Linked DNA regions of Anas platyrhynchos: region 1 is linked to region 2. A link is a contact called in public Hi-C data. All regions are on one chromosome and are shown on one strand. The core of a region is the stretch at or near the end of the contact, and the rest is flanking DNA. Distances in the headings are between cores, read along the strand shown. Region 1 overlaps SENP5 (SUMO specific peptidase 5). Region 2 overlaps LOC110353630 (a long non-coding RNA gene).

The links. A called contact is a pair of places that touch in the nucleus more often than the background predicts.
Region 1: a Hi-C map of skeletal muscle shows a contact between it and region 2, with 3 times the contacts expected there. The contact joins two enhancer-like sites. A contact is called at or near these places in 2 of 8 Hi-C or Micro-C datasets (liver and skeletal muscle).

The regions. Positions count from the first base shown.
Region 1 is chr9:9,100,862-9,108,084 of IASCAAS_PekinDuck_T2T, reverse strand. It overlaps SENP5 (SUMO specific peptidase 5), which reads right to left. Exons shown (of 10, transcript XM_038183432.2): 10 at 711-1,111. The coding sequence ends at 953. Among named protein-coding and RNA genes, the nearest start is that of SENP5, 54 kb to the right of the region's middle. Within about 2 kb of position 4,009, at least 5 of the 8 cell types and tissues checked have an H3K27ac peak or open chromatin away from gene starts, as enhancers often do.
Region 2 is chr9:9,000,932-9,008,471 of IASCAAS_PekinDuck_T2T, reverse strand. The region is part of intron 5 of LOC110353630 (a long non-coding RNA gene); the gene reads right to left. All of the region lies in intron 1 of LOC106018674 (a long non-coding RNA gene), which reads right to left. Among named protein-coding and RNA genes, the nearest start is that of AHSG, 13 kb to the right of the region's middle. Within about 2 kb of position 2,146, at least 3 of the 8 cell types and tissues checked have an H3K27ac peak or open chromatin away from gene starts, as enhancers often do.

The sequences.
Region 1 (7,223 bases), core at 2,760-5,259, 98 kb before region 2:
AGGAAAGGCAGGAGCCGAGCTGGGGAGGACTTTCCACAGCACGATCCAGGAATTAAAAAAGCTGAACAGATTTTACGTATTAAGGCTACAACCCTTGAGTGAAACATTAATGACTATTTACTTGAGAGGCTGCGGGTGTTATGCTGGGAAGTTTTCCCCTCCGCAGATGCTTGGGGTAGCAGCAGCCGTGGGACCGTGGGGCTGTCCCCAGCGTGTCCCTGCCGTGGGGATGAATTACAGAGGGTGGTGAGGGCTGGGAGGAAACCTCCAGGTGTGTCTGTGGCTCTCCGTGCCATGGTCCCCATGACTTGCCACCAGCCAGCGTGGCACTGCCCAACCCATCCCTCCTCCCCATGGCATCCCTCCTGTGGGTGACCCTGGGGGAATTAGGCATTAATGGAGAAAAATACATCCCCTAATCAAAAAATTATATGATCAGGTTTGTGCCCTGTGAGCCCAGGAACCTGATGGGCTTTAAATCCTCACATTTAGCTCCTGACCATGGGGAGCAGCTCCCACTCTGCTGTTGGAGGGGAAAAGAGAGCTAGAGCCCTCTGCCAAATGGAGATAGCCCTGCTCCTCTGCTGGGGGGGATCTGCATGGCTTTTCCTGGGTGGGCGACAAACCCCAGGAACCCCAGGAACCCCAAGCCTCACATCTCTGCAGCATCCCCCCTCTGCCACCCCCGGACCCAGCCCCAACCTGGTTGGGGTACGGATGGAGGAAGTTGGACCCGGTTTGCAGGGGCCGTCCTGTGGTTTCCCCCATCCCAGGCAGCACTCCCGGATCTCCGACTCAGTGCATTGCTTGGGGGGAACTGGAAAACCCAGGCTCTGGGTCAGCAGATTTTTGCTGGGGGGAAAAAAAGAAAAGAAAAGGAGATGGTTTGGCTGGCTCTAGATGTGCTTCCTGCAGCGAGAAACTCCGAGAAATCCCAGGGGGGCTCAAGGAGCTATTCTGCACCAATTTTTGGATTGCTCTTCTCCATCCAGGGCTCTTCCCTTTCCACGCTGGTTCCCGTTGCCATCCATCCGTGTCGGTGGGCCGTGCCGGCCCCGCCACGCACCGTGGACCTGGTGACGTCTCCTGTGGTTTCCAAAGTTACGACCACCTGAAATTGTGTTTAGATGAGAATAGCAGCTTTCATTAACGTGTAACACGTCCCCTGTGTGCCCAGAAAGCTCGGAAAGCAGAAGAAAAATTAAAAGCCATAATGTATTTTTTATTCTTATTGATTTTTAAGCCTATCTCATTTTGGGGACCTGGCTCGTAATTTTTGAGCACTTGTGGGATAGCGTAAGTTCCCGTGGCCTCACGGTGGGATTGTACAAAGACTTTTCCCCGTGTTTTATTTTTCAGTAACCTTGATAGCTAAACCCAGTCTCGTGGAGAAACGATTTTAATATTCAGGCTGACAAAAATAATTACTTTTCAGCATCATGGGGCAAACCAACTGATGGGGCCGCAGAAAACTCCCTGTCACCGGAGCCAGCGCGGGCAGGCTGCTCGGGACAGCTCTCCACTGGTACCCGACCCCAAATCTCTCCTGTTTTTCCTTTTTGCCTACATTTATTGCACTGCCCTGTATTAAATGGGTGGGAAGGCTGGGGGCCCCAGGATTCAAGGACATCCCCTGCCGTGGTGTTGTGGCTCGGCCAGCTGTGCAGGTGAGGACGCAGGATCAGGGCACTCGCCATCAGCTCCACGTGCACAGCCCGGCTTGGGGAGCCGTGCTTTAATCAAGGCTTCGGGATCCTTCCTTCGGCTGCCCGGGGCGGGGGGGATTTTAACTCTAAACACATTAGCGTGCGAGATTGAAAGGTAAGGCGTCCTCCCGGGGCCGCCGAACAATGGAAAGGAGCCTGGCTTTCATTTGCACAAAGCACGCAGTGGGAATTTCCCTAATCAAATAAAAAGAAAATGAAAAACTCTCTCTCTCCAAAAGTTTAATTCTCTTAATTACATTAATTGGAGAAACGCAGGATCCTCCTTTGTGCGCGTTTCTGCTCTGCAGAGGAGGGGAGGCTGCAGGAAAGGGGCTGTTTGGGGGCCACCCCACACCCACCAGCAGCATCGAGTGGGGGCAGCGTGCGAAGGTCAGATGGGGACCGACACGGGGACGGAGAAGGCACAGCGGTGACGCCCTGTGCTTGTCCTCACCACAAAAAAAAAAAAGCACAGGGAAGTAATGCCTCCTCCACCTGGGGCTTGCCCCGCGCGACCCCTGCGCCGTCAGGCGACCCGCTCACGCCTGGAAAATGTAACGGGGAGTTTCTGCAGCCGCCGCCTGCTCCAGATTCCCGTCAGGTGTCGGAAGCGAGAAGCAAAGCAGAACCAAGCTGCAAAGCGATCCCCCCTCGCCCACCGCCTGCTCGGGGCATTGCGGTGGCTGGGGGCGGCACGTGGCGCCGGTGGGGCGGGCAGCGGGGCTGGGGTCCCCCAGCAGCCCCAGGTTACCCCCCCTGCCCCTCCAGGTGCTGCCCACCTGCGTGGCCCCAATTAGCACGTGGGCTCGTTTAACGCCTCTGCGGGGAGAGCGGGGAGGTGACATCATGGAGAGGGGTGGCGGGGACGGGGGGGCTGCTTCCATCCTGCTCCACACACCCGGATGGGACCCCCCGGCCCCCCAGTTCAACCCCACTGGTTTAACCCCTTTGCTGCCAGGGAGAAGCTGCAGAACCATCCTCTGTGGGGTCGGAGATGGGCGCTGCCCAGCCCCACTGCGCCACAGTGAGCCAAGCAGGGATGCTCATGAGGTGCCTTCACCGGGGAGACCAGCTCTCTGCAGCAGGGAGAGGATGAGCAGCAGCAGCATAAAAACATCGACAAGCCCTGAAAATGCTGATTTTCCAACACTGTTTGGAAACCAGTGCCTTCAGACATCTGGAGGGCTTTGTACTTGCCCCTACACCAGGCTGAAGCTAAAAAGCAGCCAGCCCCCCACACCGCTGCTCCGATTCCACAAAGAATTAATTAATAAAGGAGAAGCACTCATGGCTCTGCAAGGTGCCTTCCTCAAAGGGTCGCAGCCTGGGTCCTGGGCAGTTTTTTTGGGCACCCAAAGGGCTCCACAGGGGGTCAGCGTTTGGGTGAGCTGGAGAAGCCGAGCTCGGTGTGGGTGCAGCATCCCCTGCCACTGCCAGCTCCGCGGCGGTCAGCCAGGGGCCCTCTCCTCGCTGACACCGCAGCAGGAAAGGTGACGCTCTCCCGTATTTAATGCATAATGGGAAAAATCTGTGCTCGCTGTATACTCACTGAAAAAAAAAAAAATGTATGCAGAAGAAAGAAAATGGACACGGCCAGAACATTTGGCTGGATGTTTTCATTTGGTTACAAAAAAAAATAAAGGGGGAGGGGGGGGAAAGGAAAGAGCCACCTTTTCAAGGGGCTCACGTCTGGAAAATTCTAGCCCAAATGACATAAGAGCAATTGAAAATGGGGATTAGAAGGGAACAGAGCATGAAACCTCAAGGATGAGCCTCAGCACCCTGCCACAGCCCCACGGTGCTGCCCAGACCCCAGGGGGAGGTCAGCAGCAGGAGGCTCCCTCACTGCAGGAGGGGTCTGGGGGGTCCTCCAGGGCATCCCCCCTGCCTTTGGGAGCAGCAAGGAGCTGCCGTAAGGAGGCATAGGTGGCACGCTGCACAACCCTTCACCCAAATCCTTCACCTCCTTTTCTCTTCGCCCGTCTCAGGGCAGGGCTGAAGGCACGGCTCACGTGGAGCCAAGCGCGTTGAACTCTTTTTGTTCCGCGCTGGTTTAGCTCAGCCGGGGCAGCTTGCTGCCAGAAGTCTCCTAAGTGAATTTACTCCTGGCTTGCAGCGGGCTGCTCCGTGCCAAGAAATGCACAGGTGCAAATTAAATCAATATACCTGGCTCTCGGTCGATGGGAGGGTCTCCGTGGAAGGGTTTGCGCGGCTCTCCCCAGATTGGGGCTTTAAAGCCAGCCGAAGCCGGAGCGCTGCGGCTTCCGCTGCAAGCACACCGTGCGGCCGCGGGGCTTTCCCAGGCCAGTGCAGCTGCAGCCTCCTCTTAATGAGGGCCAAGGACACGGCGTGCAGCAGGGGAGCACTTGGTGCCTGGCTCCCGGGGGACAGGGACACGTCCCGAGCACCGGCAGCTCGCAGGGTCCCCTGCCTCCCACCCCCAGCTCTGCGCACAAGCTCTCCATCTGGTCAGGGTCGCAGCACCTGGGATCCCACCCCAGTGCAAAGCTGACCCGGCAGCACCAGCAAGCAGGAAGGTGTTCCTGTATGTGGGCAGGATGAGGCCAATCTGCCCCAGCTCCAGGCTGCTCCAGGTGGCCAGCGTTAGGTGAGGCTTGGCTGGGAAGGTGTGGCCGGCCCCATGCCCCTGGTCCCTGATTTTTCCTTCTGCTGCCACCCATGTCCTTCACGTGCCAGTCCTAATCCTCGATGAGGCAGCTGCAGGGCAGTTTGGTGCTTCCACAGAGCAGTGCTGGGGTGCGCTGGCACAGCTTCATCCTGGGGTGCTCAGCTGAACAGGACCCCATGGAGGTCCTGGGCACGGAGCGGGGAGACGCCCTGCGTCGGGGGAGCGTGCAGAGACCTCCGCTGGGAAGCAGCTCTTGGGCCAGGAGTCAATGAACCCAGCCACGGCCTCTCCACTGTTCATTTTATTGTTATCTGTGTTATTTACAGCCGCCCAGGCGGCGCCGGGACGGGACATTGCACCACCCAGGCAGAGCTGCACATCCCAGCACCGTCCCTGGCTGGGCAGCGTCGGAGGCACCCACATCAGAAACCCCCTCACGAGCACGGGGAGAAGGGCAGGATCGGTGGTGTTATTTTACTTAATTTATAACTAAATGCCCCCAGAAGAGTTTAGCCCTTATTACCGAGATGTAATGGCCTATTAAGGGAGCAACATTCCCTGGAAAGCCGCCCGGTGTCAGTGACTCCTTGCGGAGATAAGGACTTAATAATCACACGTGGAGCTATTTGGGGTGAGGACGCACGGAAACACGCAGCCTGCCCACGGCTGCGGCCCCACAGGAAGCAGCAGCGGCGTTCCCGACAACGGGAAGCCGGGCTGGGGGCTCTGCCGATGGAGGGGGAACCCCCCCACCACTTGTAAATCCCTAATTCCTCGCTAAATGCTTCGTAACAACAACACATGGAAAGTGCTGTCAGAAACCCCTCATTTTCTTTTACAGTAAAGTCATGCCCCGGGGCCAAAGAAAGGAGTAACAACAACAACAACAAAATTGCTCAATCACGGCTCAAAGCACCAATCTTCAGCATCTTTGCAGGTTCTTCGACCTGTTTTCCCACAGTCCTTGGGGCAGGGCGGAGAGCTCCAGCCCCGAGTGTCTCCTACCATTGCAATCAATTAGCTTCAAATGGTGTTTTCAGAAAAAGAGGTCCCTCCTCCCGCCCCCATTCCTCAGTGCATCATTCCTAAGTGCGATGGGCTCCTTCGCTTCCGAGTTTGTTATTGAACAGGGAACATTTTCTCAGCTAAAAGTGCGGCTGAGCGATAAGGCCCATGCAGGAACTGATAGAGACTTTGCAGATCGAATATGATGTTGTTTATTTGACTATGATGTATATTTAAAGGTCTCAGTTACAATTGGCCCCAGGCAATCTCTAATGAGCTGCAGCTGCCTGGACTCTCATTAGCTTTAATGACATCTTCTCAGTACATTTTTCTTGGGGTAAGACCTTGTCCTTTCTATGGTTGCGCGCACACTAAAACCAAGAGACATCTCACCCTAAAAGGGCAGCCAACTCAAAACAGTGGAGCAATGATAAATGATGCAAGTGCCCAGAAGAGACAAACCTTTCCTGGAAGAGTCATTGTTTATTTAAGGCAAACTAAATGTAATTTACTTTGGCACGCCTTAGAATTAGTCTGGGAGGTATTTGCGTAGAGGCTCAAAAAAATAGGTAACAAAGTCGCCGTGTGTGTTAGGCAAAGATCAATTTGCAATTTCCCTGATTTTTTGCCATTCGTCTTACTCAATGGGCAATGATCCGCGCTGCCGAGACCCGCTGCCCTCCGTGCAGAGGGAGCAGAGCAGCAGGGAGATCGGCTGGAGCAGGGCTGGTGGCACAAGCCAGGAGCACCAGCGGCAGCACCGCCGGCACCGCCGCGCTCAGCACCCCGGCACGGGCTGCACGCCCTCGGGGCTGGTGCCTCTGGTCCCTGCCCCGCTGTGCCGAGCGCCCTCCTCATTTTTTTGCTCAGCGGATGTCTTCTGGGGCTCTGCCCCTGCCGGAGCAGAGGCCTTATCCTGCCTCCATCTCTTCTTCTGAGAATTGAGGGAGCGGTCATTAATCATCCGAGCCGTCCCCTCCGTGGGTGCACAATGGCCTTCTTTATCCCGCGCTTCGACAGCCCTGACATGTACAATAACAATCAGGCTGGACGCATCTGTATTGCACCAAAGAGACTGGCTCAAAAGGTTCCTCTGCAACATTTCGGGTCATAGTTAAAATATATTGGTTTATTGTGAGGCGAGCGGTGCAGATCGTGTGGGAGATGCGTGCTGGTTTCTAGGTAGCGCTGCGGCATCTCGAAGCATCCTTCCCGCTGCGCTGCCACCCTGGCTCCTCCAGGCACGGAGCCTGCTGGGTGGGAAGGTGACGTGTGATTTTCCAGGGTGAGTTTCCATCGTGACCATTTTCTCAGGGACTGTTTCCAGTGGGGAACTTTGTCTCTTTCTCACTGAGCCACGCAGAGCTTAGGGACACCCCGTCCCAAAACGAGTGCTGCTGACAGCACGCGATGGGCAGCAAGGCACCACCCCTCCTACGCCAAAGCACCCGGCAGAGATCAGAGCGAGTTTGTATCTCCAGACTGATACCTCAAACCAGTCCTGCAGCCACAGCCAGACAGCCAGGGATTTCGCCCTCTTCGGTGAAGCAGGATGGAAATTTGCCCACGTGCTCCCAGCTGCGGACTTCTCGGGTGTGAGGACGGTTTGCAGGAGAGCAGCCCGACCTCGCGGCCGCAGATGTGCACCAAATGTCTGCGCTGCCCATGTGGAGGGGTGGGAGAGGAAAAGCCCAGGGCAGCAACCCCTGGGGAGCGGAGGGGAAGGGGGACTCCGAGGAGAGCAGGAACACAGGCTGGAAAGGCGGGGAGCCGCTTCACCCGTCCTTAGCAAGTTTAAAGCTGGGTTAGGAATTTCTAGGCCCTCCTTAAATTCCTGGGCTCCAAAACGCCTCTGAACTAGCAGAGGTATTTCTGGACAAGTT
Region 2 (7,540 bases), core at 897-3,396:
GAACCTTTCATTGGTTTCATTGGGATTTGGACTGATGGCTAGCTTTGATTTTAAGCACTAAATTTTTTTGCCACACGTACCTGGATATATGTAATGGCTAGCACACAATACTGTAAGTGCTCGGTAATCTTAACTTCAAGGACAATACAAAAACATGCTCAAAACATCAGTCAACAGACACTGGCAAACTGGCTTTTACCACATCTCTGTCAATTACTGTGCACATAAATGGTGCATCTCTTCACAGTGCAAAGCTTTATTAGCCTACAGTGATAGACAGGCAAACAAAATATGCTTTTTGTTCCTATCACTGCCACAGAAAATATGCGTCTCATATTTTAATGAATAGTTGAAGGTTACTTTAAACTTATAAAACAGGCTATGAGAGAGAATCTGATATAAGCTCCCTGCCCAAAGGCTGGGCCAGCTATACTGAAACCATTCCTGGCCAAAACCAAAGCTATTCTTTAGCATTTTCATCCCTTTCTATTTATACTGTGCATGAATGTCGCTAGCTGGTTGCAACAGAACATAGTTCACCTTATCTCTGGAGAAGCAGAGGTGTCTAGCAGTTCATACTGGTTAGCAAGTATTGGGTTTACCTTTCAGTGGCTGCTGAAAGAAATTGTCATATTGCAGAGCTGATCTCTTGTATCAGCCCTTATTGCAAATTTCAGAGGGTACAGCTAAGAAGAGGACCTCACTGTTTGAAATCCAATAAGGAAATTGATTAGCACTAATGACCTTCAGCAAAGAGGTCAAGGGGAAAAATCCCTTTCAACTCCTCATCAGCTCTGAGCAAACGAGTGCCAGATCCCACACTTCCAGCTTAACGGCACCATGGAAACCGGTCCAGGTGAACTGCTACCCGTTACAAAAATCTGTGTCAATCACATGCAGGAGGATGGCAGAAACGCTCCCTGGGCTCCCCAGTGCAGCGAAACAATGTGACTTAATGACATTTGCAGGATCCTATATGCATAGGAAGGAGAGACCAGGACTTCCTTCAGAGATAATTAAGATCAAGAATGAAGACATCATTAGGGTAAAAAAAAAGGTTAAAGCAAGGAGTAAAAACCTATGCTGCTGCATTTCAGAAGTCTTCCACCCTGGCCTTTCATATCTCTGCAATAATTTTTCAGAGTGCTTCTCCAGTGCAGGCTAGAGAGAATTTTTTATGAACTCCTGAAAATAGATTTAAAATTCACAAAGTCTCATAACAACCGCTCTGCTTCCTGCCACTCTCCTGTATGGTCGTTTTTCAGCTGAGAACTCAGCAAAGCTCAACAGACTGACATATGGCCGTGACTGGGCTGCTAAACACCCTCTGATGTTGAGGAGATGATATTCTACAGCCTTTGGCTTGTATGATTTTTAGCGGATTCAGATCTAAGCCTCTTTTGGCCTTTCAAATCCATCAGAAAAATGCTGTTACCGGAGATGTCTTAGTACCATCTACTGTTGGTGAGTCGGTACTGCACCTTGACAAATCTGTGGGTTTTGTGCTTTTTGTGCTGCCGCTTATTTATCTTTCTAGGTTATTTATTTATCTTGTAAGGTAAGGCTAATAAAAATAGAGGCCACTTAAGCAGGGGTTGTGACACCGACACTCAGGATCTCACACGTGAACACGGCGTGTAGACAAAACACGGCCTGGCCCGAGAGAGCCGGGGAGATGGAATAAATCCATCGCGGTGTCTTGGGAACAACTTTCTCACCTCCCCAGCACATACTCACACAACAAATATGGTTCCAGCTCATGAATAGAGCAGAGAGTTATCTTTTATCACTAATTTAAGCTCGCTGAATCATCTGATTAGCTCTTTTCCATACAGAAATGGAGTGGCTAGGTCAGAACACTCTCTGGTAGAAATCAGCATAGCTCCAGGGACCTCCGCTCGGGTGGATCCGCGCCAATTAACGCTGCCTCGGGTACAGAGGTCCGATAAGTGAGCCTGTGCTGGGGATTAAGTCCCCAGCAAGAGCACAGAGACGGCCAACTTTTATCTGCTGCTGTTTGTGAGCAAAGGTGAAAAGATAGTTGGTCGAGCAAACCAAAATACTGGGCCGAAAGCCAACTGGTACAACAGCACTGACACCGGCAGTCACTCCGGGCCCATGTCTGTAAAATGGAGGCTGCAGGCCTGCCTTCCCCTGCGACTCGGAGCCATTGCACTTAGGTACATATCCTTACTGACACAGTACGTAAATCTGCCTTGCCATAGGGTCTGCATGGGGTATACACTCACGTGACTTTACATCCATTTGTTTTTTCCATCTGTGATGGCAGATCTTCGACGAGATTTTTTTTATCTGCATCTACCACCCCTCCTTTTGAAGGGATACATAGACAAATACCTAATAGCTCTGCAGTCACTGCACGCCGGCCTCCCACACAGGGGAGATGGAATTATCACCACATTGCCGTTCCCTGTCTCCACAACTTCTTTTTTTTTTTTAAAGATGGGTCTGATTAGGACTCTTTGCTCTAACGAGGGCTGTTGTTGGGCCTACAGGGACAGGCCTGTGCCTGGAGCTTCCAGATCACTGCACAACACAAACACGGGCTGAGGAAGCATGGGTGAACTGCTCTGCTTCAGACAGACAGACTGTACAATCTGTCCAGCTTTTAGTGACTAACAATGTCTGAAAGGATATACCATGCCACTAAGAAAAAAACAAAAGCTTTCTTTGCTCTTACTCACCCTTTTCTTCATTTCACGAGAATAAAAGAACTGTACTTCCCTAGTCTACTTGTGCATAAGGGACCCTAAGGGACTCTGTCCATCTTAGAAGCCTTTTCCTACACCCACATAGGCTGAAGCTCGGGAGGAGCAGCCAGTATATGGTGCTGCAGGTGTCATGCCAGTTCCTTCAACAGTAGCCTTCACACTTCCCTGTCTGCTGCTCCTCAAGACATCATCAGACACAGAATTTCTTTTCAGACGCCTCCTGCTGACAGTCCAATCATCCCAAAATCAGGCCAAATGCCCACATTTTCCTGTACCTTCATGTATGCTTCTGATGAGCTTACAGCACTAACTCCCCAACCACATGGCTCAGCTTTCCTCTTTTCTTTGTCAAATTTCATTCCACTTCTGTTACTCCTGTTCTCAAGGTCACCTGGCCCATCACATAGAATATCCTGATCCTCCTTATTCATGTACCCTCTAAATATTACAAGCAACTTGCATAAGTGCATTGCTACCTGTGTGCTGAAGATATTAATGAATATATTAAAGTAGGATCTGTTTTAAGACTAACCTGAGATAACCAGGAAACTTCACTATTAGCACTCCTCCAAGCTGGTATTATTCCTTCCTGTAGAGCATATTTTTGTCTGCCATTTAGCCAGAATTGTAACACATAAGTAATATCTTCAGTAATTCCCCATGTGGCAGCTATCAAACACTTCATTAAAACCTAGGACACCTACTACGTTTTCTCTGGCTATCAAAATGGAGCATCTTAAAAATAACAGTGTGACACGACCCAATGTTGGTAAAAACTTGTATTTTATTTCACTTTCCTCTTGTTCCCCTTCCCTCCCTCTCTCATGCTATTCCTTACATGCTACTGGTACAAATTCAGCAGCCCTGTGGTTTGTACTTTTAAATATTGTTAATTTTTATTTGCTGTTCTCCAACCACAAGCCCAATGTCCCATTTGTTAGATATGCCTGGGATAAACAATTTCACTTGTTCAGTCTCTTGGAGTTCTGGGTCAAAAAGCACCTTGTCCCCAAATCCTGCTTCCCCCCATGAAAGTGCACAGAGCTCTCCAGATTTTGCTGTGGTAATTTCTTTTCTACCTCTGCCAGTAGCTTTTATATTCTTCAGGGAAGGGGAATGCAGGCAGTTTGCTGCTAATTCCTGCTGCAGTCGGAGCAAGACTACAGCTTCTGATAAAATGAAAAGCCGCAGCAATAGGTTTGTGTACTACTCAAGGCAGGCTTATATGGCTCGGGACTGTCCGTGTATGGATCACAAAGTCCACCTGCACGTCTACAAAGATGTAGCTCTTCTCAAGACTCAGTCATCTAGTTGACTGAGCCTCAGGTCTGCTCAGCTAGTGAAGTGTCCTCACACCAGCCAGCTGGGATTCAAAGACTACAGATTTGTAGGGGCAGATCCTCATCCCCAGACAGGAAAACAAGCTTTGTTGCTTCCCCAGCACTCCAAGGCAAGACCCGTGCCATGGGCTGAGGATACCAGAAGTGTTCTCAGCCTTATAGTATTTCTTCCTTTCCAACCCTTTGTTTTCTTGCTAGCCTGGCAGTCTTTTTTTCACAAGAACCCCACAGTATTTTTCACCAGGCTCTTCCCTCCTCTGGAGGGGCTTCTAGGGCTCTCCCTTCTTATGTATTTATAATAATAAAAATAATAAAATATAAATAATAAATAAAAATTTAAACAAAAATAAAAAATAATTTATAATATCTAAACATAAGTCTTCCCTGAACCTCTCAAAGAAGATGGGGGTCAGCTGAAGGTGTATGTATGCATTAATGCTCCCTGACTCCAGTTAACTCTTTCATGGGCAGTTCAGGATTTTTGCACGTGGTCTCAAAAACGTACTAAAGAGTGAGCTGAAAGAGGCTGACCATGAACTTCTTGTTATTGCAACATAATGTGATGGTCTGGGTATTTACTAGAGAAAGAAAGCGCTTTGATGTTGACTTAAATGTTGTTCATTAACTTCTTTTCCATCTCTCATGTTTCAAACTATGTTGAAACACAGTATTTGTTCCCTTGGAGAACATGTTATGTAAACGTCTGATGAAAAGTAAATATTTTTTTAAAGGAACTGGTTATAACTGCTCCAGTCTGAAACGGCTACTATAAAGGAGCAAAGAAGGTCCCTCTTTTCTGACATCACTGTGTTTAGGTAGATAAATATGACAGCCATTAGGAACAGCTTCCAGGCAACCACTAATGTTAAACCTACTGAGGCACAGATGAATATATGGGGCTGTTTATCACCCCTTCTTCAATGACACATCACTGTATTTTTTTCAAAAGTCTTGCTTAGAAATCTCAATACTCAAATTCAGCCTTGCACCTAACACATTAGTCCATATATCACAAAACTTATATGAAGGCCAGGAAAAACACAATTCCAACGCTTAGCAGCCAACATTATTGCATGGTCTTAGAAGTTCTTCACGCTAAGGCAGTATTTTCACCCACAGGTCTCCAGATACATCACCGAACAGTCCCTCAGCTTCCCCTGCTTCACACGCAAAGAAAGTCAAGTTGAGAAGAGCTGGTGCTTCCAACCACCATTGTAGTGCTGGTGATATCCTTGCTTCGAGTCGGCGCTTTGCCCTGATGATCTCCGGAGACCCCTTCCAAACGAATTTTTATGATTCGGTGACTCAGTGGGCAGATTATCCAGGTTCCGGCTGGCCGCTGTCATTTCCCTTGTGCCAGCAGAGCCGCTCACTGGACCTCTGTGAGCCCAACTCATGGATTCGGTCTGCCAAAGCACTAACCTTACCATAATGAATGATTCATGTGCTGCTGGCACGGCTCCCTGCATCACTTCACCGCATGGCAAGATGAATGACAGAGGAATGCCAGGGAAAGGTGAGAGGCTGTGGCTAGGAACAGGGGATGGGACCTCCCCTACATCAGCCGACCGGCAACGTCAAGCCATGCCTTAGGGGCAGACGTGGGAATTGTGCCTGCTCCATTCTCCGTGCCTGCCCTGCTTTCCCCAACCTGTCACAGCGTCACAGATGTGGTTGAGCACCTCTGATGGACACCTGCCAGGCTGCCCTGAGCTTGCTGCGAGTGGGAAGCATTAGGCATGGTTCCTGGCATCGGTCCGCACGCACGGAACAGCGGCTGCAGAACACCTCGCAGTGGCAGCTTTTGCTAAATACCTGCTACCAGCCCCGTCTCCTCAGTCCTCTCACAACACGTTCACCACCTCACTGATGGTACAAAGCCCTGAATTCATGATATGCCTGTCTGGGACATGTGACTGGTATGGTTTTCACACAGCTTTTTAAACACTAAAAATTATAAGCATAGAGTTTGTCTACAGGTACAATGTGCTTAACCCCATACACAGCACCTCCCCTAGTTCCTAACTACCCAGAAGCATTTTTGTTTGTAGGCTCAGGTTCTTCAGCCCTAGTAGCTTCTCTTCAACACCATGGATGCCTTTCTTCTTCCATTTTAGGTCAGATTTCTTTGTCCTTTGTTACAGAGCAAACTCGAACATCTACTCTGGGAAAAGCTGCTTGCCCTTCCATCTCTCCTACCACAAGCTTCCTATATTCTGCAAGTGTATTTAACACTGCCTTGGTATGTTTTGCCTTTGATAATTTTCCAGTAAGTTGCCCCTTCCAACATGGCCAGACTGGTTTCCCAACTCAAGCCCTCTCCATAAATCCAAAAGCCAAAAACCTGAGTGCAATCTTTAGGTATAACTACCCCACATTGTCCTTAATCTGAGGGGACAGGCTCAATAGCCCTGCCAATAAATAAGAAATAGTTGTTTTAACATTAAGAAGCATACAAACAAACAAACCAACCAAACAAACAAAATCTACATCACTTCTGGGCTGGCCTTCCTACAAGCTCTTCCAACTTACTTAATTTCAGTGGAATTTAATGGGTTTTCCTACTTTTCACTCCCATAATTCTTTTCACAGACTTCAGTGGATGGGAAGTTTCAATGTGTGGTGTTTGAGATCAAAACTGTATGTAGTTCTTCAGTCCCTGTCTCACTCTACCGATGATACCAAACGGTCTGGCTCATTGCTCCAACACTTCTTCTACAAACACTGCTGCACCCCCTCCAGGGTTTTAGGTAAAGATAAACTGGATGGAGACAGAGTGGCAATTGAGAACGGAACCAGTTACTTAGGAAATAACCTAATGGGGGGGCCCTCCAGCTGCAGAATGAGTCCTTGGACTTGAATAGTGGAAGTCACTCCTGAATAAAGCATAGTACTGATGTGCTGGAGCCAAACACACCTTCTGGCAGAGACATGCTTCTTAAGCAATTAGTACTTTTCCTGGATTCATTTGGGGCAGCTTTGGGGTGAGTTACAGTTGATTTCAGAATGCAGAAAAGACCAAGGAGCGTATACTCTTTGGAAAGTGAGCTGTCTTCTCCTTACAAACATATATCAGTCCTAACACTGGGACCCAATTGTGGCTGAAGTCTGTAGGCCCTAATTTAGTTTATCAATTAGTGATGCAAGAAAAAGGACCCTGCCCCCCACATTACTGTTATAATAAAGAGCCAAAATTGTTCATTTTACACTGAGTGAAACTTTACTTTCAGCAAAACTGAATAGAAATTATTTAATCATTCACCCTCTATTTACCTTTGATATCAAAGCAAAGTTAACATAGGCAGCTTCATGATGCATGTAAAACAAATCCCACCAGAGACCATTCCAGGATTTTAGGGGAAATTATTTGTATCATTATTATTCTAATGGGCTGTCTGCAATTTGAGATCAAACCCAATACATTTTTCCCCCAGTATCTGCAATGAATTCCAAAATTATGCAGATGAT